Regions from separate parts of the Ovis aries genome. Here region 1 is linked to region 2. Evidence: chromatin contacts called from public Hi-C data. All regions are on one chromosome and are shown on one strand. The core of a region is the stretch at or near the end of the contact, and the rest is flanking DNA. Distances in the headings are between cores, read along the strand shown.

Region 1 (5,930 bases), core at 1,454-3,953, 130 kb after region 2:
ATTTTTTTTTAAAGGGACCATACTCCTTTTCAAAATACACCTGTGAAAGCTGTGAATTAAGAATTTATCACCCTTTGAAGTACTAAACAGAATGACAAGAGTTACTTTTTTTTTTTTATTTTAACACAGAGTGAAATTGTGTTGGTGGCACATCAAAGGATAGATATCTATAAATAAAATATGGGCATGTTTCCTCGCTGCCTAAAACGTACATAGGATTTCAAAGAGGTTGAAAAATTAGGGAATTTTTCTTTCTCTGCAAAGAAAAGTAGCTAATTTTTCTATCGGCACCTTGTGGGGTGTGCTGAGACTCTGAACACGGGAGATTGGTTTTGATGTCTGCGGAGTTCTTTCACGCACGTGGCTGGCTCTGTTTGATCTCTTGCACAGCCTTAGCAGGTGGACACGGCAGGATTATAATCACCATTTTACAGATGAGGAAGTCAGGAGCCACAGTTAGGTGACTTACCATAAGCACACGCCAGTAAGCAGCCCACCCCAGAACCGAAATTGTGGTGGTTTCCTGGGTCTCCTTCTGCTCTTTTCAATGATGTCTAAAGATCCTGATGTAGACAGTATGCTTGATGTATTTTTAAAATGGCTTACTCAAGTACACAGTTCCATAATACCTGGATTTTTTTTTCAATCTCATAAACACTTGTTCAGCTGAATGTGGATTAAATTTCATGAAAATCCAGTCGCAGGTGATGAGAGGTGCTGTTAATGGAAATCACTTTTATGTCTTTTGCTTGCTCAAAGGGTTAAGCCAAGATTAGCTCACATTGGCAACATGGACACTGGACTAATTTGTTTCTTAATCGCCAGAATTCTCATCAAAATGAGATTGGAATTCTTGTCACTGAATGTGATTTCGGAACAGTCCTTACCAAATTCCATGCTCAGATGATCTTTCCTAATTCCTGTTATTTCCTAATTCCTGTTATTGTTGTCAGATGTTTTAGTAACGGAAGCGGAAGTCACGAGCCTGCAGAAGGATCCTTAATCTTCGCTCATCTCCTTTGTTTTCTTTTCCTCCCCACTGTCTTTCCCTAATTTGTGAGTGTGAGGTTTTTTTACTCATTTAAGAAAATTTTAGAATACCAGAACTCTGCAAGGTCTAGTAACACTGGCCATGTGGACATCCCTCCACCTTCGCCCAGTGGCTGCGGATGGCTCTGACCACTTTCCTTCTGATGGGTGGTTCTGTTTTCTCTGTGTTGAGTTCATTTGGATTTCACAAGGGAAAATAATAAGAATCTTTTTATTCTCCCTTCAGTTTCTATGCTTATCGTCATTATGTTGAAAATAAATTTATTTATCTCCTTTTTTTTTTTTGTCTAGATTGAAATTGGAAGAGCGAAGGAAAGAGCTGCTACAGAAACTTGAAGAAACTACTAAATTAACTACATATTTGCATTCACAACTTAAAAAGTAAGTCTGTTTTGTTCCTGAAGGGAAAATTTTTCTTGGCTACCTTCAGGCATGTTGCAATTCTGCTTCAATTACCTCCTCTTTATTTTTGATGACTTAAAAGTAAGAAAATAGTTGCACTAGTACGGTTAAAACCTGAATGACCAGATTTAAAGTTGGAGAGATTTGTTTGTTTGCTTTCATGAACCCCAGGGTCCTATTTGGAAGCTGTTTGCAGTGTGTTGGGAAGAAGATATATTTTAATGACCAGGACATACTTAGGAAAATAACACATTTCTCCACATCATCCCTTCTTTTAAAAAGGGAGATTTGCCCTAAAATAGCCACACATTCACTTCCAAAATATACACAGAAAGAGGAAGAAGGGGAGTGAGCCTAGCGGCCTTTGTCTTTAGAAGCTGGCTTTTTCCTCTCTCACAATAAAAGATTTCGTTCTTTAAGTAAAGTCACAGCAGTAACCCTTCATGCTGTTTACCTCCACACACACACTTTTATATATCTTTAGTTGCACAGTTGCTTCTGGATATTTATGCGGATAGATTTATCAGTAGATGTTTGATCCCTTTTTAAATTTTTTGTAAACTTTTACACAAGGAGGATGATTTTTGGTAAGGTAGGATTGCTCCTCAGAGAATCTTTTGAGAGCCGGGTTGGAAATGTTTGAGACTGGGCATGGAAACATGTGGCGTGGCTGCAGGTGCCCTTTCCCTGGTCGCTGACCTTGATCTTTGACATCACTGGGTTCCTTCCCTCTCTGCCAAAGGAGCCAGCAAGGGCTTCCATCCACATCATCGCAGCTTCTTGCTTTGTTTCTGTTTGGTCTTACTTATTTATTTTGGCTGCGCTGGTTTTCCGTCGCTGAACCGGCTTTTCTCCAGCTGTGCCGAGCAGGGGCCCCTCTAGCTGCTGTGCTTGGGCTGCTTGTGGCAGTGGCGTCTCTTGTCGAGGAGCACAGGCTCCAGGGTGCTCGGGCGTCCGTAGCTGCAGCTCCCAGGCTCAGCAGCTGTGGTGCACAGGCTGCACGGCTGCTCAGCATGCGGGGTCTCTGCCACTGAGCCGCCAGGGAAGCCCACGTCCAGGCTCTCACTGTACGCCTTCCTCTCCCAGCCTCTCCGCCAGCACGCTGTCCGTGTCCTCTGGGAGCAGCCTGGGCTCCCTGGCCTCCAGCCGGGGGTCCCTGAACACATCCAGCAGAGGGTCGCTCAACTCCCTCAGCTCCAGCGAGCTCTACTACACCAGCCAGGGCGACCAGCTGGACGCGGATTATCAGTACAAACTGGACTTCCTCCTGCAGGAGAAAGGCGGCTACATGCCTTCCGGCCCCATCACCACCATCCACGAACACGAGGTGGCCAAGTCCCCCAGCCAGCCTGGCCAGAGCGGCCCCGGGGGGGCGGCGGCCGCAGCCCCAGGCCACCCCACCCCCCTGGCAGAGGCCCCCAAGTCCGTAACGTCCCTGTCCTCGAGGTCCTCCCTGTCTTCCCTGTCCCCGCCCGGCTCCCCGTTGGTCTTGGAAGGCGCATTCCCCATGTCTCCCCACGACGGCCCCCTCCACCAGTTCTCTGCTGACTTTGAGGACTGTGAGCTGAGCGGTCACTTTGCAGACATCAGCCTCAGAGAGCATCAGCTGCTGCTGGACCCTGACCCGGGAGGAGCGCCCCCGTCTCTGCTGGACGAGAACAAGGAGCTTGGCGAGTGTGCTCAGGAGCCACTGTACGAGGGGCCCGCAGGTACACAGAGACCACGCTCTAAGCTGCCCCCGCCAAACCATCTTCAGGGATGAGGGGAGGTTACTTTTTCTGTGGGAGCAAGTATTGGTACACGTCCCCCTTCTCTTTCTGCTGCTCTTTTTTCATTTTGGCTTCATTTGGGAAAGAACGTTTATTGCTATAACTCGCACAGTTGTTTTTTTTTTTTCTCATCGAATATAAATCGCCTTCCGTATTTAATAGATTTAACCGTTAAATGTCCATTTTGTCGTCTGGAACCCTGCAGTGTCCTGAGCTGCCTGGGGACATACTTTGTGAACATTCTTCAGGCTTCCAGATAAGGGGCTGTTTCTGAAATAGTGAGGTGGGGAAGAGGACTTTTTTTATTTTTTTTTCAAAGTTGGCCTAAAACAGATTCAAACCAAGGCAATTAGCATAGCAGCTAATTAGTACCAAGGTTCAATGTTTAGATTGCTATGGGAATTCTCTATAAATACAGTTTCTGTTTCATGCCAGACTCTCCCTTTCCGCAGAGAGTTAATTTGGAGAAAGCGGTCCCAGCCTGCGGTGTCGCCCTGCCACCTTCTGGCTGTAGAGCTAGTTGCCATGGGGTTGAGTTCCCACTCCTGCCTGAGCTCAGAGAAGCAGAAACAGAGGGGGAGTCTCCTACGCTTTAATTGCTCACCTTTGCGAGGCCAGAGCTTTTAATACAGTGGATGTGGTTGTAAACATCCTGGGATGGCGTGCACCTTGGCTGGCAGGTGGTCACAGCTGTGGTCTGAGGAGCCCGCCCCGAACACGATAAGAAAGAGACTCCAGCGCCCGGGGTGCAGACAGAGATGCTGGGTGGTTCGTGTGCTGCTCGCCCGGCAGGTGCCAAAGCTGCAAGTGACGTGTTGACTGAAATAATCAGCCGCAAAGAAAAGGAGCACCGAAGCAGTGTTTACAGAATGGCTCCAGCAAAGCAGAGACCTGCTGCAGGGCCTCGCACCTGCCCCCAGGGAGGCGTGCGGTGTGTGGCACTGGGGCCCGCCACCCCCCAGAGCCCGCCCGACCTGCACTCACATCTCAGGGGCTCCTCAGTTCCAGCGAGCACATTGCCCCATCTCTCAGGCTCATTAGCTCCTCACCTGCAAGGTGGGGGCAACACGGTATCTACTTCGTGGGGTGCTGGGAAGGTTGATGCTCTCATAATGCATCAGGAGCATCAGCCATGCCTGGCCCTCAGTGTGCCGCTCATGGGAGTTAATATCACCCCTATGACACGGAGCAGTGCAAACTCTGCCAAACCCAGTTCCTACCACAAACCACTGACATCTACAAAGGGAAGATAAAGCAAGAGAGAGGGAAGAGAGAAGAGTGGGTATTGTGCCTTTCTCCTGTGCTCTGGGCCTGAAGGACCCCAGTTCCCGAGCATTTCATCCTGTCCCTGCTGGATGGCGGAAATCAAGAACACCTCCGAAGTCCTTCCGCAGTCACTCTCTGTCAGGCTGCTGTGGTTATTCCTAGGGGTAATCAATAAATCATGTCATCACCTTCACCACTCCTGAAGGAGGGGTGGGTGGAGAGAAGGCACTCCATCATCAAGGAAGATGCCTTCCCCCTGCCAGAAATAGAAAGGGAAAGGCAGAAATCAATCCAGAATCTAGAGCCTCAAGACTTAAACATCTTAACAAGATGTAAAGTCACGACTCAGAAGGGGGGCGAAATGCATACCAGTGTGGATCCCTGCTCTCTGCCGGGCTCTCCACTGGCCGAGGATGAAAGCGCACCATAGGCTTGCAGCTTATTACACGGGAGCGCAGCTTCAGAGGAGGCTGCCGGCTCTCTGCAGGACGCCCAGCCATGAATATGAGTCAGAGATAAAAGTTAAGTGGGAGTCAGTGAGGATTCAGTAACTCACAGTTTTTAATGGTATTTAGCCAGTGAGGAATTCTGTAAGTCAAAGACGTTTCCCCTTTAACTTCTATTAGAGCAGCAGCTGGGGAGATGGAGACTGGAGAGACGTTTCTTCCATCGAGTGCCAGAAGCTGTTATAGAAACTTCTCCAACACTTGAGGGAGGCAGACAGCTTCTTATCCCCGACCGTGGCATCTGTAGTGATCACCCAGACGAGGGAGGCAGAGGACCCAGGAGACAGTGTGCCACTGATCCCTCCCCTTAAAACATCCCGGGACGGGAACACCAGATTCTTTCCCAAATAATGACCAAAATAACGAGCATCCCAGGATTTTGTAAGTCATAGCGCCTGGAATCATCCACTTCTGTTGACTTGAATAGTAACATCCTTGATTCTCAGTGGAAATTTTATTTTGAGTTTCTCAGAACCAAACCATGTGCGTGTGTGCGTGTGTGCGTGTGTGCGTGCGTGCGTGCGTGCGTGTGTTAGACTTAACTTTTCCTAAGAAGAAATATTAATGGTTGCTATCACTCTCGTCTCCCTAGATGTTGAAAAATCGTTACCAAAAAGAAGAGGAATCCGCCTGCTGGGGGAGAAGACCGCCTGTGTGTCGGCTGCGGTCTCGGATGAGTCGGTGGCTGGGGACAGCGGGGTCTATGAAGCGTTCGTGAAACAGTAAGGACCCAGCCCGAGTGGCTGCTGCACGCACGTGGGTGACCGGCTGGGAGGGCCCTGCCCTCTGTCCACTCACTGCAGCGGGGAAGGGCTGAGAAGGTCAGAGGTGCTGGCAGCATCCCACTGGCAGGGAAGTGAGGAACAGGTTGATGTGCTCATCAGCTGAACCTCTTAAGAGACCTAAACGCGATTTTAAAAAATCTATTTATTTTTTT
Region 2 (6,325 bases), core at 821-3,320:
AATGGACATGAGTTTGAGCAAACTCTGGGAGATGGGGAAGGACAGAGAACGCTGGCGTGCTGCAGTCCATGGGGTCACAGAGTCGGACACATCTGAGCGACTGAACTGAACTGAAGTGTTGACAATGGGATCACTTTCCATGAATCCGCCTTCCTCTGTGTGCACACAGAAGATTCAATTCCTCATCTCCTGCATTCCCTGGCTGATGAGCCATCCTTCGGCAAAGTTCTGTTGATTTCCTGGGGAAGAGCTGCAAAGTTTCGGCCCTCACAGAGATCTCCATTCCCCCACCAAGTCTCACTCCTTTATCTGCTGAAGACCTTCCCTTGGGAGTCTGTGGATCTTCAACTGCCCCAAGAACGAGATTGAAGTGAGGTTCCATTTCCTTTTCTTTACTATGCAGGATTTCACATACGAATTCACGTAACATTTGTGGAAGAGTTTGTAGGAATATTTATGCAAGGCTCCCCAGGAAAGCATTTGACTGCAATGGACTTGAGTCAAGGATTCTTGACACTTTCCAAGGAGTGCCTCTGATCCTTGACCATTTGCAACAGTGATGCAGGGCCATGGCATCCTTGGTATCCACGGTATCCATGGTATCCTTGAAGTTTTTTCAGTAGGCCTAGGATGAATGAGGGATGCCTGCACCCAAATTATTCTCCTCAGTTCTGCACGTTAATGTGGATAAGATAGGATGAGATCAAAACCACAGTGAGATCTCTAACCTTGTGCTTGTTAGAACTGTCGTCATCAAGAAGCCAAGAGATAGCAGAAGCTGGTGAGGATGAAGAGAAATGGTAACCCTGATGCCCTGTTGGAAAGACTGGAAAATGGTACAGTCAGTATGGAAAACAGTACAGAGGCTCTTCAAAACGTGAAAAATAGAAGCACCATATAATTCAGCAAGTCCACATCTCAGGATGTATCTGAAAAAATGAACACATTATGTCGAAGTGCTATCTGTACCCCGTGTTCACTGCAGCACTATTTGTAAGTGTCCAGTGACAGATAACAGATAAAGAAGTTGCGGTATATATGCATATGTGTGAGTGTGTGTGTGTGCTTTCAAATACACATGTGGTTGCTAGTCATGTCTGACTCTTTGCGACCCCAGACTACAGAATGCCAGGCTCCTCTGTCCTCCACTATTTCCTGTCTGTGCATGCATGCTTAGTTGCATCAGTCGTGTCCGACTCTGTGCGGCCCCAGGGACCATGGCCCGCCAGGCTCCTCTGTCCATGGGACTCTCCAGGCAAAACCACTGAAGTGGGTTGCCATTTCCTTCTCCAACTGTCTCCTGGAATTTGCTCGAATTCATGTCCACTGAGTTGGTGATGCTATCCAACTATCTCCTATATATATATACACACATATGCATACGTACATACATACATATATACAAAGGGGGGTTTCCCAGGTGACGCTAGTGGTAAAGAACCTGCCTGCCAATGCAAGAGATGCAGGTTCGATTCCTGGGTGGGGAAGATCCCCTAGAGAATGAAATGGCTACCCACTCCAGTATCACGCCTGGAGAATCCCATGGACAGAGGAGCCAGGTAGGTTATACAGTCCAGAGGGTCCCAAAGAGTCAGACATGACTGAGTGACTGAGCACACACACAGAAAAAAACCGGGAGAAAGGAATACACACACATCTCCACATTTATGCACGTCTATCATCTCCACCTTCACTGAAAGAGAAAGAAGTATACCGGGAAGAAACAGCAGATTCAGAAACAGCAGTCAGACTCTCTAGTCGTCTTTCCATACAGCAGGAGGGAGAGACAAAGAGTGTCACTCCTCCTTGTGAGTGACAGTTTGTTTTTGTTTTTTTAACAGATCTTTTTTCTGGCTGTGGCACACAGCATGCAGGATCTTAGTTCCCCCACCAGGAGTCGAACCTATGCCCCCTGCAATGGACACGCTGAGTCCTAACCAGTGGACCACCAGGGAAATGCCCTCTTTACAGTTCCACAGCAGGTCTTTATAGCTTCACCTGTACGGTCCTGCTCCCCCACCCCCTCCTGGATACTGTCAGAGACTTACAGGCAGGGGAGTGTCTGATTCTTACTGACGCCAGAGTAGCAAAGGCATTCACACCCCAGGAATGCTTGAACAGAGCCAAGAACAGGGCTTAATCAAATAGGTGGAAGATTGCTTCACCCGTTTGTAAGGAGAGTCTCCCAGCTTGCACCTTGGACTTTTCAAAAGAGGCCAAGAGTGCTCTCTGCTAAAAAGAAAAACCCCCTTTCTCAACACATCTTTTGCTGTCACTTGTCAACACACTATTTTTTTTTTTCTTTTTGCACTGAGAAACCAGAGCAAAACGTAGGAGTGAAATTTGTAGCTATTTAACTCAAAAACCAAAGACCAGCCAGATGGTTTAGAAGCCAACAGTGGTTGGATGACCATGACTTTTAGCTGTGTGTTTGCAAACACAAATGTATGTTACATCGTGTATTTTCACACAGAAAGTCACTGTAGCACATACAACCTTTCTACGTTCAATGCTAATCAATACCCGCCCTGTGATACATTTTTCTGCCTTCACAGAGTTAAACAGAAATCCACCAAGGGATTTAGCTAGTAGGTGGCTCCAGTGAATATATTTAAGTCAAGAAATTCTCAATACGAGATTTCTCTGGGCACGGAGCCCAAATTAGTCTTATGGAGCTCAATCTCTCATATTTATTTTCAAGTAAATTCTTTATAAATTATCATTCTATTATCCATGATATAAACTTTGAGGGGTCAATATATAAGAGAGAAAAAAGCAGAAGGCTGTGCAACTTACAACCACAATGGCAGAAAAATGGAGTTTTCATGCCAGTTAGAATATAAGAGCCAGAAGAGCAGGCGGATTTTCTGGGCTTTATGGCAGCTCAGAGTCCATCTGTTTCATCTGCTATTTGGCTGTCTGAACGGTTGGACTTTATTTCCTCTACATCATCCTGAACTTTTAAGAACAAACAAAAACTTTTAGCCAAGGATTGGGCACAGATGTGTTGCATTACATATTTAAATAGGCTTTATGTGCACCTCCTCTATAAATCTTGGATAATTTATTGTATTTGGGCTCCAGAATTCTATTTCTCTGAGTCTTCAACCTGCCAGTTCAGTGTCTAGCATAAAACAGCTATTCAAGACAAATATTGTTTATTAACACACAGACACGAAATCTGGAAAGATGGTACTGATGAACCTGTCTGTGAGGCATCAGTGGAGACACAGACATAGAGAACAGACTGTGGAGAAGGGGTTGGGGCGGGAAGAAGAGGGTGAGACGAATTGAGAGCGTTGAAACATACACACTATCATATGTAAAATTAGAGAGTCGGGAAATTTGCTGTATGACACAGTGAGCTCAAACCTGCAGCTCTGTGACAACCTAAAGGGGTGGGAGGCAGGAAGGAGGTTCAAGAGGGAGGGGACATATGTATACCTATGGCTGATTCATGCTGATGTATGGCAAAAACCAACACAGTATTGTAAAGCAATTATCCTCTAAATAAAAACAAATAAATTTTTTCAATAATAAAAAGAATACTGGATATTTGAAAGTCCCAATCAGGCCACATAAACTGCAAAAGCAAGCAAAATTATTTAGAAATAGTTCTTATTTAAAGATTTTGGCTAGTGTTTTTTAAAGTTCTAATTATTCTTGTTTGTACTAAAAACATTACTTCAACGGGTTTGATTGTATCATACAGTAAACTTTTGTTACATACAAAATATACAATATTTTTAAATTGTCCATATGATATGTATTTTATGGCAGTCCTAGAGTACTAGCCCATGCTGCATGAACTGTGTTAAATTCCTATCAAGATAGAATCATAGATCTGGAAGAAATCCCAAGTTAGCAAACGGTTCAGCCTGCTCCCATGCAGATGCACCAATCTCCTGTAAGAGGCGACGGTGGTCTCTGCACATTTAGAAATCTCTCCATAAGGCACCCTCTGAAGGGCAGAGGAAGGGAGACTCCAATAGGGCAGCCGATGGCCCACTGTTGGCTTCAAGGCTGAGTAGGTTGGACAGACTTGTCCCCAACACAGTCTCATTGGAGGAAGCCTGTGCTTGCTCCTTTTGTGGGAGAGTTTTTGCCTCATCCTAAACAGCCTGGGGTCACTGCCTGGAACCTAGGTTTACTGAATGGGGGAAACCAGGTTTGGCCCAGTGGACCAAGCTGTCCAAAAATAAGGCGCTAACTGGGGAATCGGGGCAGCTGCCAGACTAGACTTTGAGTCCTCTTACAGTCTGGGTTAGAAGGCCATGGTGGCAGACACGGCATCAGGCAGAGACAGCAGAAGGGCATGGACCACAGCAGTGGGCACACCTCCCGGACAGAGCTGCTGTTGGTGAGCCCAGCTAGCAAGCCGAGTGCACCTAGAGGCCTGTCTACAGAATACAGGCGCCCTCTCGCTGTGCCAACTGTGTTAAAACCTGTGGGATTCTAACTTACGCAGATGACTAAGTGAACATGCAGAGGTTAACGCCGTTGAAAGAAGAATTTCTTACATTTTCCGAAGGAAGTGGGGCACACGGGGGCACATGGAGAAGCACCAGGGTTGGTCAGAGCAGAAGCAGGAGTGGGAAGACCACAGACCCCAACCTCTACTGGGGTTTCCCTGGGAAAGGCAAGGTTTAGGGTCAGCTTGAATAACTCGAGCATGGGCTTCAAAGCATAGGGGCTGTCCTTGGTTGTCTGGTTCACAGCCCTGGGTTGATACAGAGCTGGGGAAATACGGGCTTGGTGTGTGAGAGTTAAATAAAGGAGGTGGTTGGGAATATGCGTTTGGGATTGGGTGGTGGCGGGGGGGGGGGGGGGGGGGGGGGAGCAGGTTGTGGCACGAATTTCACACACCCCACCCCCCACAAAAGCTGGACCACAGTGGATATGGAAACAACTTTGGCTGTTCGTCTGGCCCTGGGATGGCTGACTGCCAAGTGGACAAACACAGAATCTAAGCGTACACAATCACAACACTTTAATATACCCCATTGTTTTGCCCTTTGGGAACCTCTTTTTTCACATGTTTGTATCTATTTGGCTGCACTGCGTCTTAGTTGCAGCATGCGGGATCTAGTTCCCTGACCAGAGGCTGAACCTGGGCCTCTTGCATTGGGAGCCTGGAGGCTTAGCCACTGGACCACCAGGGAAGTCCCTTTGGGAACTTCTTTATTTTCTGGGCCTACGAGGTGATCCAGACACCTCTCACATTTCCCCGGCTCCACCCCTAGAAGCAGCCGCCTCTTCAAGGATCCTGGGTTGCTTTTATCGGAACATGGTGTTGGAAACCAAGCGGTCAACGCTGGTCCTCAGTACTGTGTCTGCAGTAGTAAGTTCTGGCCAGTGAGGTGCCATTGTTTCCAGGTCCTCTGATGAGACAAGCCAGGAAATACATGTGTGTGCATAAACCCAAGGATATACATGCATACTGCTTTTATCCGGCTGTGTCGGGTCTTGGCTGTGTTGGAGAATCTCTCGTTGCGATGCATGGACTCTCTAGTTGTGGCGTGTGGGCTCTGGAGTTGCGGTGCCCAGGCTCCAGAGCATATGGGCTTCAGCAGTCACGGCACGCACGTTTAGTTGCTCTGTGGCATGTGGCATTCTAGCTTCCCAAACAGGGATCAAACCCTGCATTGCAAGGCAGATTCCTAACCACTGGACCACCAGAGAAGTCCCACATGCACATTTCTGATTATCTGTATCTACCTATCATCTCTCTACCTATATTCAACTTCATAGTGATGCCTCCAAAACTATTTCAGAACCACGGGGTTCATTCTAGATCTCCCCCTTGCTTATTTGTAACTTTTTTTTTTTTTTTTTTTTTTGACAGTGAGAAACCTGGCTCAGGTCTACCCAAACCACCGCTGATAATAATGAATCAATTTTGAATGAAGATAGAAAACAAAGAAGCAATGTGCTCTTCATAACAACTGTCCACACTAACCACCACTCTGCTGTGATGTGGCGGAGAATGTGGGTCCTGGAGTCAGCCCCCTGGGTGTGAGTTCCAGCTTCGTCACTTGAGAGCTGTGTTGTCGGTGGACAAACCAGTTAAGCCATCTGTCTCAGCTTCCTCCCCTCTCAAAAGGATTCCGAAAGGACATAGCTCACAGGGTTGATGGAAGAGAAAAGAAGCTAATAGAAGAAAGCACTTAGAATAGAGCCTGGCTCATAGTACATGCTCAGTAATTAACTTTTTTAAAAAAGTATATACCAGAAGATTTATTTGACCAAAATCTCCAATAGCCAAAAGTGACCTGACGACTTCCAATTCTGAGTGTTTTGTAAATATGATTCGTCAATCAATCTA

What was found. A called contact is a pair of places that touch in the nucleus more often than the background predicts.
Region 1: a contact with region 2 is called in a Hi-C map of liver, with 4 times the contacts expected there. The contact joins two enhancer-like sites. A contact is called at or near these places in 12 of 16 Hi-C or Micro-C datasets (blood, hypothalamus, liver and 7 more).

Annotation. Positions count from the first base shown.
Region 1 is chr26:13,334,033-13,339,962 of ARS-UI_Ramb_v3.0, forward strand. WWC2 (WW and C2 domain containing 2) reads left to right here. Exons shown (of 23, transcript XM_027962647.2): 10 at 1,342-1,431; 11 at 2,539-3,161; 12 at 5,586-5,715. Among named protein-coding and RNA genes, the nearest start is that of CLDN22, 33 kb to the right of the region's middle. Within about 2 kb of position 2,704, at least 2 of the 54 cell types and tissues checked have an H3K27ac peak or open chromatin away from gene starts, as enhancers often do. A contact at or near this core is called in liver, where this site is marked.
Region 2 is chr26:13,202,756-13,209,080 of ARS-UI_Ramb_v3.0, forward strand. LOC106990149 (a long non-coding RNA gene) reads right to left here. Exons shown (of 4, transcript XR_001436767.4): 4 at 6,290-6,325. Among named protein-coding and RNA genes, the nearest start is that of WWC2, 14 kb to the right of the region's middle. Within about 2 kb of position 2,071, at least 5 of the 54 cell types and tissues checked have an H3K27ac peak or open chromatin away from gene starts, as enhancers often do. A contact at or near this core is called in liver, where this site is marked.